Regions from separate parts of the Mus musculus genome. Here all the other regions are linked to region 1. A link is a contact called in public HiChIP or PLAC-seq and promoter capture Hi-C data. All regions are on one chromosome and are shown on one strand. Each heading gives the region's core, a stretch centred on a gene start, on an enhancer-like site or on the middle of the called end of the contact. The rest is flanking DNA. Distances are from core to core; before and after follow the strand shown.

Region 1 (2,700 bases), core at 181-2,680:
TCCTACACACAGCCCCCCTTTTTGACACAGGGCCTTGTTATAGCCTAGACTAACCTGGAATTTGAGGTCTCCCTGCCTCAGCCTCCCATGAGCTGGGATTACAATGTACCCATCCCAGGTTGTGTACATGCTTCATGGTAGTGGCAGTACACGATCCATCAAAGGTGGTGTGTGCAGCGATGACATCCCTGTGTGTGACATGTATGGGGCAGTATGACACTGTGGCATGTGAGTAGTCTCTGGCCTGGTGACTGTGTTGGTGAGGCTGCTGTTGTGTGCAACATCAAGACCGAGGACTTGGGAATCTAAGGGGGGGTCTTGAGTCTGTGCCTGGTTTGACTTAGTGTACACCACCTCATGTCTGCAAACTAGGACGGTGGCTCACTGTGTTCCTAAAAACACGTGCTCCTGAGGTTTGTGTGTGCACTGATGGAGATTTGTTTCTTTGTGTGTGTCTGTGTGCCTGCGAACACGAACATTCTTCGCCATGTGCCACTGTGGTTCTTGTGCAACCCGGACTCCTGGTCATACTTAATGTACCCTGATGTCTTTATAGCCATAGCCTTCTGGAGACAGGTGCAGCCCCCCTCAGGACAGCTTCAGCTGCTCTCACAAAATGTCAGCAAGTATCCAAGCCCACTTATTGCCCATTTGTTAGGCCCTGGAGTTGGTGGAAAGGGTCGGGCATTCAAATAACCCTATCCACACAGCCCTCCCCGGAATGGTGGTATAAATATTAAGAGTAGCTTAGTGGTAGAGCGCTTGCATCGCACATGTGAAGCTCTGGATTCAGTCTCCAGCACTACAGAAACAAAAAATCCGCTTGGGCTACAGAGGAGCTGGGTTTTGCAAATGTCTTCTTTGTGAGTCTGTCCCAGGTTGCTTTAATCTGACTCCCACAGTTGCCCTGAGGGAGCAGCGAGGAGCGGGTCATGCAAATAGTACACATTTGCTCATTTGTTCTACCCGGTTTCGCTTCTCTAAGGACGTCCCGTACTCACCGTTATTTTTTTTTAAGTGCTTATGTAAATTACTGACGTAGGAATTTACATACACTTTCCAACTAACTGCGCAGTCATTTCTCAATATACTCTTGGGCTGTGTGCAGGAGCGGCCCATGTAAATGAGACATTTGCATAGCAAATGCCAAGAACCCAGCTGACAAGTTCACTGACACTTTTGGCTCCGAGGGGTGGGCCTTTCTGTGTGAAACTGCTCTTTTGTACCCCTCTCCAAGGGGCCGTCTTGAGAACTCACAGAACGCCTTTTACTGAACCTGCGTGTCTGCTTTCGCGTGGAAGGGGAGGAGCACATAATGCAAATAAGCCTCGCGTCCCGGACCAGCTCACTTCTTGGGCAGTGCGTTCTAAGCCTCCTGTCAACGTGCGGTTCGCGCACGCGCAGTCTCCTCGGCCGGGCCGCTGTCACGTGCCCAGCGGGCGAGGCGGGGGCGGGGCGTCGCGGGCGGTGGGGGGCGGGGTATGGCGCGCTGCGAAGCGCAGGGCGGCTGGCACAAACGGCGGCGCCGAGGCCGGAGGAAAAAGCTCGGTGAGGAGGTCGCGCGAAGGGAAAGACCCGGGGAGGAGAAGGAGTCTGAGGCCCGGTGGCCGGGCGCGGGCGACGGGGCTGGAGGCGGGAGCGCGCGCGGGCGGCAGCGACCCCACGCTAGGGCGTTGGGGGTGGGGAAGGAAGCGCGCGCCCGGCGCGGTGGGGCGGACCATTGGGGGCCACGGGAGCGCGCAATAACCACCAAGGGGAGGGGCCGGGCCGAGGCGGCCCCGCCTCAGTCACCCGGGGCGTCCCGCGGCCCCTGGGTCCTGGCGGAGGGGGTTGGGAGGAAGGCAGTCGGGTCGGACTCTGCTCTCGGGCTCCCTTCCGTCAGTCCGTCCGTCTGGCAGGACCTCCCTTCCGGCTGGGTGTGTGTCGGGCCCCAGTAGGCTTCCTCCCGTAGGGCACAGGTCGACCCCACCGGCCCTCCCGCTCCCCTGCCGTCTTGTTTTTCTCCCTGTTCTCTTTGTCCCTGGACTCCCGGTTTTCCCCGCCTGCCCTGGCTCGTAATCTTCCACCCAGGCGATTAGGTTCCCGCGAATGTTGCGCGGTGGCATTGCCCGTTGGTTCCCCACAACCCTGACTTTACCCTAGATTCCACACTCCCGTTTTCTGTGTCTCCTCCCTCCTCATCTCTCTGAGTCTCTATAGAAACCTCAGGCAGGTACCTTGTATTTTCCACTTGCATCGTCGCTTTTCGTCCACAGATATCTGTCTCCCTATCACCTTCCTCTCTGGGCCGTCATGCAACGTTCTCTGCACTTTCTCTCTATTACTCTTTATGCCAGACATTCCCTCTCAAATTCCCAAGTTATATGCCCCATGTTGTCTCCCTGTGTGCGTGTGTGTTTGTTGTGGCCCAGTCTGTCATCTACTTCCTGCTGGTACCATCCCCACCCCTTCCCACCTGCTCGTCTCTTGACTTCTTTTAAGTTCTTCCTTTTCTCTTTTCCAGCCACCCCCATCAGTCCCTTCTCAAGCTCCTAGAGACAACTGTGGACTTGGGGACCAGCGAGCACCCCCAGAGCACTAGAGGAGCCCCTGCTGCCTGCCCTGCCTCACCCTGCCCCACACGAGGCCCAGCGGCCCCGGGCTGCATCAAGTGGAGGAGGAGGAGGCGGAGGAGGGTGGCACCATGGGCCCGGGCCGTGC
Region 2 (2,700 bases), core at 138-2,637, 1.8 Mb after region 1:
GGGAGGGGGGGTGTCAAAACAGGGTTTCTCTGGCTGTCTTGGAACTCAGTATGTAGATCAGGCTGGCCTCAAACTCGGAGATCTGCCTGCCTCTGCCTCTGCCTCTGGAGTGCTGGGATGAAAGGAATGCGCCACCACCGCACAGTGACTATAAGCCATTCTAATCTCATTTCTATAAAGATTCATTCTATGCTATGCTTCCCTAGAGAACCCTGACTAATATACTATACCAGATATCAAATGTGTTAAATATCTGACTCCTTTCCTTTTAACTAAGTACTATTGTTGCGGCCATTTGGAGTAAAAGAAACTGTGCCTTCGAAATTCATCCATCCAAAGTCACGAAACTCATATGAAATAGAGCCTAGATCCTAAGCCAGGTGAGTGGACTTACTTTTTGTTGTTGTTGTTTGTTTTTTGTTTTCTCGAGACAGGGGTTTTTTTGTGTGTGTAGGCCTGGCTGTCCTGGAACTCACTCTGAGACCAGGCTGGCCTCGAACTCAGAAATCTGCCTGCCTCTGCCTTCCAAGTGCTGGGATTAAAGGCATGAGTGGACTTACAAGTAAGCAAAAATAAAGGAGTGGTAGAAAGCTGTGCTAGATTGATATTTTCTGTGCGCTACATTCAGGATCAAGTGAAGAAAAACACCCCTCACAAATACTCCTAGTTTGTTACTGTGACTCTTGGCACATTCCCTCCCATCAGAGTTAGGGCCCAAGCTGGCTGCAACACTGGATGTCCAACATTTTACAGCAAGAGTCCTGGAATGGAGCCGGGTTCTAGGAATGTGCTCAGTGAATGAACGCACAAATGAATGAACTAGCAACCGAGTGAGTGACCCACGCGGCCCCACTCACCCTCGATAAGCCACTCGCAGTTGCCGTTGACGCTGTAGTTGCCCGCACCATCCGTCACGAAGCCTGGCGCCTCCCGTAGCACCTGCCGCTGCCCCTTGCAGTCACCAGCCAGGACCCTGAGGGACAGCGGTCCCAGCACTGCCAAGGCCAGTGCAAGGGCCAAGGCCAGAGCTCCACCCAAGGCCATCGCCGCCTTAGGCACTGGCCCTAAGGGACGGGAAGGGCCGTGAAGACCTGGAGAAGACCCTCTGGGAATGAGGCCCTGCAAGATGCAACCTTTACAGACGTAGCATGGCCTTGTAGTCCAAGGATGTACCAGCCACGCAGTCCGGGCCAAGGAAAGGGCCGCAGTTGATGCGCTCTTGAAACCGAGGGGCCGGCCCTATAGACCCATGGAAGGCCCTGGATATGAAGTCGTTATGGATAGGGCTGACCCCTAGGGACCGTAAGGGTCCCCTATAGACACGAGCCCCCATAGGGGCGCCGACTCCATAAACGGTATCCAGTGATTACATTCAGGCTGCTGCAAGGCCAAAACAGACCGTATAGACAGTCTTCCAGGGGCGATGTGCTCTACAGCCCAGCTGGGCGGTCCATGGAGCGTGCGGGGTGGAACTTGCCTGGCCCGGAGACTCCTGGGGAGACCCCTCCAGACGGGGGCGGGGCCTGCCTTCGGGGTCCCGGCCCGGATCTCCAGGGCTCACTCTAATGCCTACCCACCCGCTCCTCCCACTCGAGGCGAATGGGCTAGATCAGAGAGACCTGGAGACTCCCGGGCCAGAGCGGCCCGAGGAAGACCCGCTGAGAGGGCGAGGGGGCGGGAGCCGCGCAGCCTCTGAGGGGAGGACAGGCTAGGAGGAGGCGAGAAGAGGAAGAGCGGCGGGTCAGAGCGGCCCTGAGAGGACTAAGGAGCGCCTGGCTCCACCCCTTCTCGAGGAAGACTTCCGGAAACTTTCCTCCCATCTGTTCCCAGTCGCTTGCGCAGCGAGAATAGGAATTCAGCTCAGAGAATTACGCATGCGTATTGCTAAGAGTGTAACCCAAAATCGCGTTTTGTGCTAGTCATTGGCTGAGCAAAGCCTTTGCCACTGGAGGGCGCCTCTATCTCTGCTAGCGAAAGGAAAGGCAACATAAAGGAGCGGTAAAAAGCTGTGCTAGATGGTTATTTTCTGTGCTCTACATTCAGGATCAACATGAATATCAAGTTATGAAGGCAAGGGACTCCAGACCAAAATAGCATTTCCTAGATGGATACAGTGAGACCCGTATGACTTAAAGCACCATCAATACATAAAAGAAGCTGGAGAGGCGACTTAGTGGTTCAGAGCATGTTGCCCTTGCAGAAGACCCTGGTTCGATTCCCAGAACCCATATAGTGGAAATCCAACGCCTTCTTGTGGCCTTCTCCTACACAATGTGCGCGCATAGTACGCTGACATACATTCAGGAAACACGTCTTTTCCTTTTTTCAGCTAAGATGGAAAAGAAACCATGTTATAGATTAAAAACTCAACGAATCCTCTTTATTTTGGCAAGAAGAGAAAACGTCTTTCTGCCACAGACCATGTGATGGTCCTTGGCATTCAGATGGACGGACAAAGCACAGGTCCGAGGTCACAAACCCCAAGGAGGGTTTCAAAGTAGAGACCAACTTCACAATATCCGTCTCTAAACAGTGGCTCGAGGGTCGCAGGGTCCTGGAGGGTCGGGCAGGGTCCAGGCGGTCGTCACGGGTGTTCCGGAGTCCAGCAGGGTCAGAGGTCTCGAAGGGGGTCAGGGGGGCGGAGATCACGGAACAGCGGGAGTCCAGATTCCGGAGCCATTCGGGGCAGGGGCTGAGGGA
Region 3 (2,700 bases), core at 72-2,571, 1.4 Mb after region 1:
AGATACAAACAGGATGGTGGTTATGGTTAGGACCGAGAGCGAGCAGCTGAGAGGCTTGGAGTTGATCATCAGAGAAGTGGGGAGTCTAGAGGACAGACATGGGGGGGAGGGCTGTCTCAGAAACATCCTCCTAGATCCCAACCAAGAGATGGATTGGAGGCAGGGGGATGGAAGGAGGAGTGGTGGATATGGAGAAGGGCAAAGGGAGAGAGAGAGAGAGAGATGCCAGGAGGTGACATGGGATTCTGTGGTGATCAAAAGCAGCTCAATGATTTGATCAAGAAGCAGCCTGACTAATGAAGAAGAGAACTGGGTACTAGGAGGCCATCTGAGCATGCCCTCTATGGCAAACACCTAGAGGCATAGAAGCAGACATGCAGCAGAGGCTTAATACTGGCTCCGGATCTGCCAGGGCTGGATACAAGAATCCTGAGGCAGAGGAACAACCAGCATGGGTAGCAAAAATCCCGGGCACCTCGTCATCTGGGCCACCCTGTGCAAGAAACTGCATGCACTTTGACCTAGATCATTCTCGCACTAGCCTGCTGCATTAGCAGGGGCTGTCCTCGTCCCCATCTTAAAGCTAGACACACTGAGGTACAGGAAGACAGGCATTTGCCCATTGCCCAAAGTCATGTGGCTGGGCTAGAGCTGGGGTTGTCACTTCAGTCTGCTGCCACCTCTGGATTCCTGTTTCTGTGTTCAAGTGGGCTTCGGTGGGTTTGAGTGTTGATGTGCCCTCAGTGAGTACCCTGATCCCCCATATGCCAGTCCCGCAGTGACCTTCCATTTGTAAGACTTCTCCCCAGGCAAGCTCCTGACCCGGCTCATCTGAGGGTATCTGTGGGCAGGCAGCATGCCATTGCATGTCTCTACCTGTCCCAGCTTCTGTGTCAATGCAGAGAGAGAGAGAGAGAGAGAGAGAGAGAGAGAGAGAGAGAGAGAGAGAGAGAGAGAGAGAGAGAGTCCTTGTTCAAGCTGCGAGTGTGAGGGGAATTGGAGGAGGCCTGGCAGGCTGGGCTGAGGGTGGGGGCCCAGAAAGGGGGGCTGGGGGGCGTCTTGGGCTGAGAGGAGTGGAAATTCTACAGGAATGTTTACCAGACCCTGAGAGTTCAGGGGGACACAGCGCCCATCCTCCTAACTCACCAGCCCAGGATCGGCCTCAGCCACCATGAGCCACCAAGGTCTCCTTCCTCCTCCCCAGCCTCTCTCCAAGGCGCCCAGGCTCCTTTAAGACAAGGCAGATCCCGTACTCTTCACTCCTAGTTAACCCCTCCAAGTCCCAGTGGCCCCAAGGCTGGGGCCCTAGTGGGCGGAGGCAGAGGGGGAGCCAGGGGCGGGGAAAGAAGTCTGGGAGTGAGAGAATGAGGCAGGGTAGCCGGGAAGGCGGCTAGCTGCGGAGGAGTTGAGCCAGCCGAGGGGCTCCCGCTGTGCCAGGCGGGCAGTGCCAAATCCCAGGAGCCCAGGGGTGGGGGGAGGGCCGGGGACAACCCGGCCCTGCCCCCTTTCCTAGCGAGGTGCCCATCAACTTCGGAAGAAAGTTTGGCATCAATCTGAGCTGTTGGTGTCTGGAGGATGGGCAGGGTCCCGCTGGCCTGGTGGTTGGCGCTGTGCTGCTGGGGGTGTGCAGCCCATAAGGGTGAGTGATGGGGTCTCACTGAGGCAGAGACGCCGGCTGATGCGATCCAGGGCAGGGGCAGTGAGGAGGTGGGGGCTGGCTGGCAGGTGTTATGGGTACTGGGCTGGCTTAGGGAGTTTCCTTGGGACGACAGAGTGCTGGCCTGGGCGCGCGCGGGGGGGGGGGCGGGGGGGGCGGCAGAAAGACACAGACTCAAAGAGCCTGGAGTTAGGGAAAGCAACTCAGAGAGGAATAGAAGGACAAGAAACAGTAACCGGGAGGACCAAAAGATGGACTGGGCAGAAAGACAGACAGGAGGAGTTGAGGGAGGGCTGGGGGGTTGAGGAATCTGTGTCCTGAGGAGAGGGACAGAGCTAGAGGGTCCAGATTACAGAAAGGGCTCTTTCCCCAACAAACACAGAGGAAGACTAGAGAAGGAGGGTTTGGGAGTCCTGGGCCCCCTTTGTCACTGCTGTCCCCCTCCACTTGTTCTTGCCCTGCTGGAGTGCTCTCTCTCTCTCTCTCTCTCTCTCTCTCTCTCTCTCTCCCCTCCCCTCCCCTCCCCTCCCCTCCCCTTTCCTTTCCTTCTCTGCTCCGTTTTCTTTTCCTCTATCTCCCAGTCCAGACTGTGAAGTCTCTAGAGACCAGAATGGCAAGGACCGGCCCTGCCAGGCAGTCCAGGGCGTGGGAGGCTGCCAGATCCCAGGCCTTCTTCCTAACAGACTGGACATGAGATGGAAGCCGGACCTCAATCCCCTGGGAAGACTCCTATCCTCTCCCATGCCTCCACCCCACCCCCCTCTGAGGTCACTCTACAACTATGTGGGGTCCTGGCAACCATGGGCAGATAGGGAAGGTGGACCAGAGGAGCAGCGAGCTGCGGGTTTCCTAACCATGCTCCTTACCATCTCCCTGACAGACACACAGACCGAGGCTGGCAGCCCGTTTGTGGGGAACCCAGGGAATATCACAGGTGCCAGAGGACTCACGGGGACACTTCGGTGTGAGCTCCAGGTTCAGGGGGAACCCCCTGAGGTGGTGTGGCTTCGAGATGGACAGATCCTAGAACTGGCTGATAACAC
Region 4 (2,700 bases), core at 149-2,648, 1.9 Mb after region 1:
CAGAAAAGCCCCAACAATTAGGACGAACACAGGCTGCGAGTAAAGTAGAGCACAGACTCCGTTTCTGAGGCACGAGAGCTGACAGCATTTTGACCTCTGTCTCTGCGCCCCCCCCCCAGCCCCCAGTTTCCTACTTTGGTGCGACTTTTCCCGGGTATTAATTGATTAACAGGAGACTCGACATACTCAAGAAAGCTGAAACTCCTTCGTGTAGTCGGCTCCCTTCATTCAGATTATCTAGAATCCTGTAATCTAGGAAGAGGATAGACGCAAAAAATTGGGGGTTCAGGACAGAAATTCTCTCTTTTTTTAAATCCTGCAGCTCATCTTCTTGGTCCTAACCATATTGCTAGGGAAAAAGGTAGACTATCGGAAAACAAATGTTCTGAGGCATAGTCGGGACTGTTTACTGTACTAAATCCGTTGAGAATGTAAGGAGACGTTATTCTCTTCTCTATATGTGGTTGCTTGGGACTACTTTTTCTAGCACTCACTTATCGGTTTAGGTCTTAGACCTAGGGATCAGAGAAGACATTGTAACACATTATAGTCTCCCTTGGGAACAATTGTCCTTAACCTTTCACCTACACTCTCAGCCACAGTACTCCCTTTGGACTACAGCTCCCACGAAGCCCCAGAGCCTAGCTTCACGAAGAGTCAGAGTCTACTGTGGATTATTCCCAGCATGCTTCTGGTTGCTGGTAGCTCTCATCAGCCTCGTCAATGGTGAGGCAATATTGAACTTCATTTCCCAGAAGACACCAGGCTCATTGAAGCGACGCGCATAACTCTTGGTGTCGACTACATTTCCCGGAAGGAACTGCGACGCTGCTAGCTGGCCTGAGAGAGCGCGATGCCTATTCTACTTCCTATCAGTTCCTTCCAGTTACAGTATCTACTTAAGGTTTGAGGAGCATCTGAGACTTCATTTCCTATAGTGCTTTATCAACCATTCTACACCTGCAATGCGGTGAGGGCGTGGTGATGACTCCATTTCCCAGTGTGCTTCACAGCCAGAGTACTAAGTATTCACGGGTGCGGACTCGATTTCCCAGAATGCACGCGGTGCAGGAAGTCACCGATGGCCCACAGATTGGGTGGGTGGCTGGACTCCATTTCCCGGCGTGCATCATTCTTGGATGCTGCTCAGTATTGGAGTGGCTAAGATTTCGTTTCTGAGATACTCTAAGGGACTTGCTTTTTCCTCTGTGTAGTGAGTGTGTGGCTCTGACTGTGTTTTTCAAAGTGCTTCCAAGTTAGCTTTTGGCAGAGTCGGGTGACATTAGCCAGGACTCTATTTCCCGGTGTGCAGCGCGAGCCGTCACACCCCGCCCCCAGCAGTCAGCTACTCTGAGGGTTTGAGAACTCCATTTCCCAGAGTGCTGTGCGGGTCGAGGGTGGTGACAACGAAGCCGACGGCAGAGGGACTTCATCTCCCGGCGTGCCCCGCGGCGGGCGCTGGGCCGGAGCCGGAGCCCGAACGGCGCGGCCTGGAAGAGGCCGGAGCCCAGGGGAGGCGGCGGCAGAGGCAGCGGCGGGGGCAGCCCAGGCAGCCCGAGCCCCGCGGCCTGGGCCTGCGCTCGGCGCCATGAGCGGCGGCGGGCCTTCGGGAGGCGGCCCTGGGGGCTCGGGCCGGGCGCGGACCAGCTCGTTCGCGGAGCCAGGAGGCGGAGGCGGAGGTGGTGGCGGCGGCCCCGGGGGCTCGGCCTCTGGCCCAGGAGGCACTGGCGGCGGGAAAGCGTCAGTCGGGGCTATGGGTGGGGGCGTGGGAGCCTCGAGCTCCGGGGGTGGCCCCAGCGGCAGCGGCGGAGGAGGCAGCGGTGGCCCCGGCGCGGGCACTAGCTTCCCGCCGCCGGGAGTGAAGCTGGGCCGTGAGTACTTAGGGGCGCCCTGTGGGGTGGTGATCTGGGTTTCCCAAGCGCATCAAACGGCAACCAGATTCTTTCATGTACCCAGAGAGAAGCTCGAGGTCACCGTGCTGCTTTAAGCCAGGATCGGAGCTTTCTGTCTCCGAGATAAAGGAGTTTGAGGGTTTACCATCACTTGGAGTTTAGATTCAGAATTACCAACACCCAAGAAACAGAGGTCACAGGTCCTATTCTTCCAGTTATCAAGGTCTCGAGTACTTGACGACGTTGCCATCCACAGGAGACTAGGATCAGAGGTCATAGTTACTTGCCAATTTGATCTAGGATTGTTGTCCCCTAAGAGACAAGAATATGATTTCTGTCACTATCCTGTATGAAAAGGGGGCTATTCGTTTCCTTCCCATCAAAATTGGTGATTTGGATAGGATATCCTTTAGAAACACCGATTCAGAATTATTAATGTTTCCACAGAAAAGGGCCAGGTTTAAACCATACGGCCTGACATTATCACCTAACCCACTGAAAACGTTTAGACTTGTAGTCAGTCCTCGATGATGGCAGTAAATAATCACTATTGTTTATAGATAAGAATAGCTTGGGAATAAACACAGGCTTCTAAGAAAGCTCATTGTCAGTTTTCTTTTAAAACAAGGTGAGGGAGCAGGGTTCTTTAGCAAAAATGGAGTGGGGGGGCACAGGTCACACCTCTTATAAAATATGGTTTTGAAGTGGCTGGTACTGGCTCTGAAAAAATAAATAGCCATGTGGTAGTATTTTTCAAAATATCCCTCACTGTCCCCCTTGCAAATTGCCTTTGTTGGTAAGTTTCCTA

The links. Promoter capture Hi-C pulls out the DNA fragments that hold promoters and counts their contacts. HiChIP or PLAC-seq counts read pairs in DNA pulled down with a chosen protein or histone mark.
Region 2: a contact with region 1 is called in a promoter capture Hi-C map of embryonic stem cells, with 2.7 times the contacts expected there. The contact joins the promoter of Megf8 here to the promoter of Egln2 in region 1. A contact is called at or near these places in 2 of 39 promoter capture datasets (cranial neural crest and embryonic stem cells).
Region 3: a contact with region 1 is called in a FOXA1 HiChIP or PLAC-seq map of pancreatic cancer cells. The contact joins the promoter of Axl here to the promoter of Egln2 in region 1. A contact is called at or near these places in 6 of 39 promoter capture datasets (cranial neural crest, frontonasal cranial neural crest, hippocampal neurons and 3 more), 5 of 115 datasets of contacts at active chromatin or transcription factors (astrocytes, embryonic stem cells and pancreatic cancer cells) and 1 of 9 other capture datasets (embryonic stem cells).
Region 4: a FOXA1 HiChIP or PLAC-seq map of pancreatic cancer cells shows a contact between it and region 1. The contact joins the promoter of Gsk3a here to the promoter of Egln2 in region 1. A contact is called at or near these places in 5 of 39 promoter capture datasets (cranial neural crest, embryonic stem cells, liver and 1 more), 3 of 484 Hi-C or Micro-C datasets (B cells, CD4 T cells and myocytes) and 2 of 115 datasets of contacts at active chromatin or transcription factors (astrocytes and pancreatic cancer cells).

The regions. Positions count from the first base shown.
Region 1 is chr7:27,165,532-27,168,231 of GRCm38.p6, reverse strand. Egln2 (egl-9 family hypoxia-inducible factor 2) reads left to right here and starts at 1,430. Exons shown (of 6, transcript NM_053208.4): 1 at 1,430-1,548; 2 at 2,504-2,700.
Region 2 is chr7:25,315,851-25,318,550 of GRCm38.p6, reverse strand. Megf8 (multiple EGF-like-domains 8) reads right to left here and starts at 1,387. Exons shown (of 41, transcript NM_001160400.1): 1 at 858-1,387. The coding sequence starts at 1,044. It overlaps Tmem145 (transmembrane protein 145), which reads right to left. Exons shown (of 15, transcript NM_183311.2): 15 at 2,356-2,700.
Region 3 is chr7:25,787,354-25,790,053 of GRCm38.p6, reverse strand. Axl (AXL receptor tyrosine kinase) reads left to right here and starts at 1,321. Exons shown (of 20, transcript NM_009465.4): 1 at 1,321-1,639; 2 at 2,538-2,700. The coding sequence starts at 1,576.
Region 4 is chr7:25,236,549-25,239,248 of GRCm38.p6, reverse strand. It overlaps Gsk3a (glycogen synthase kinase 3 alpha), which reads left to right and starts at 1,398. Exons shown (of 11, transcript NM_001031667.1): 1 at 1,398-1,871. The coding sequence starts at 1,589.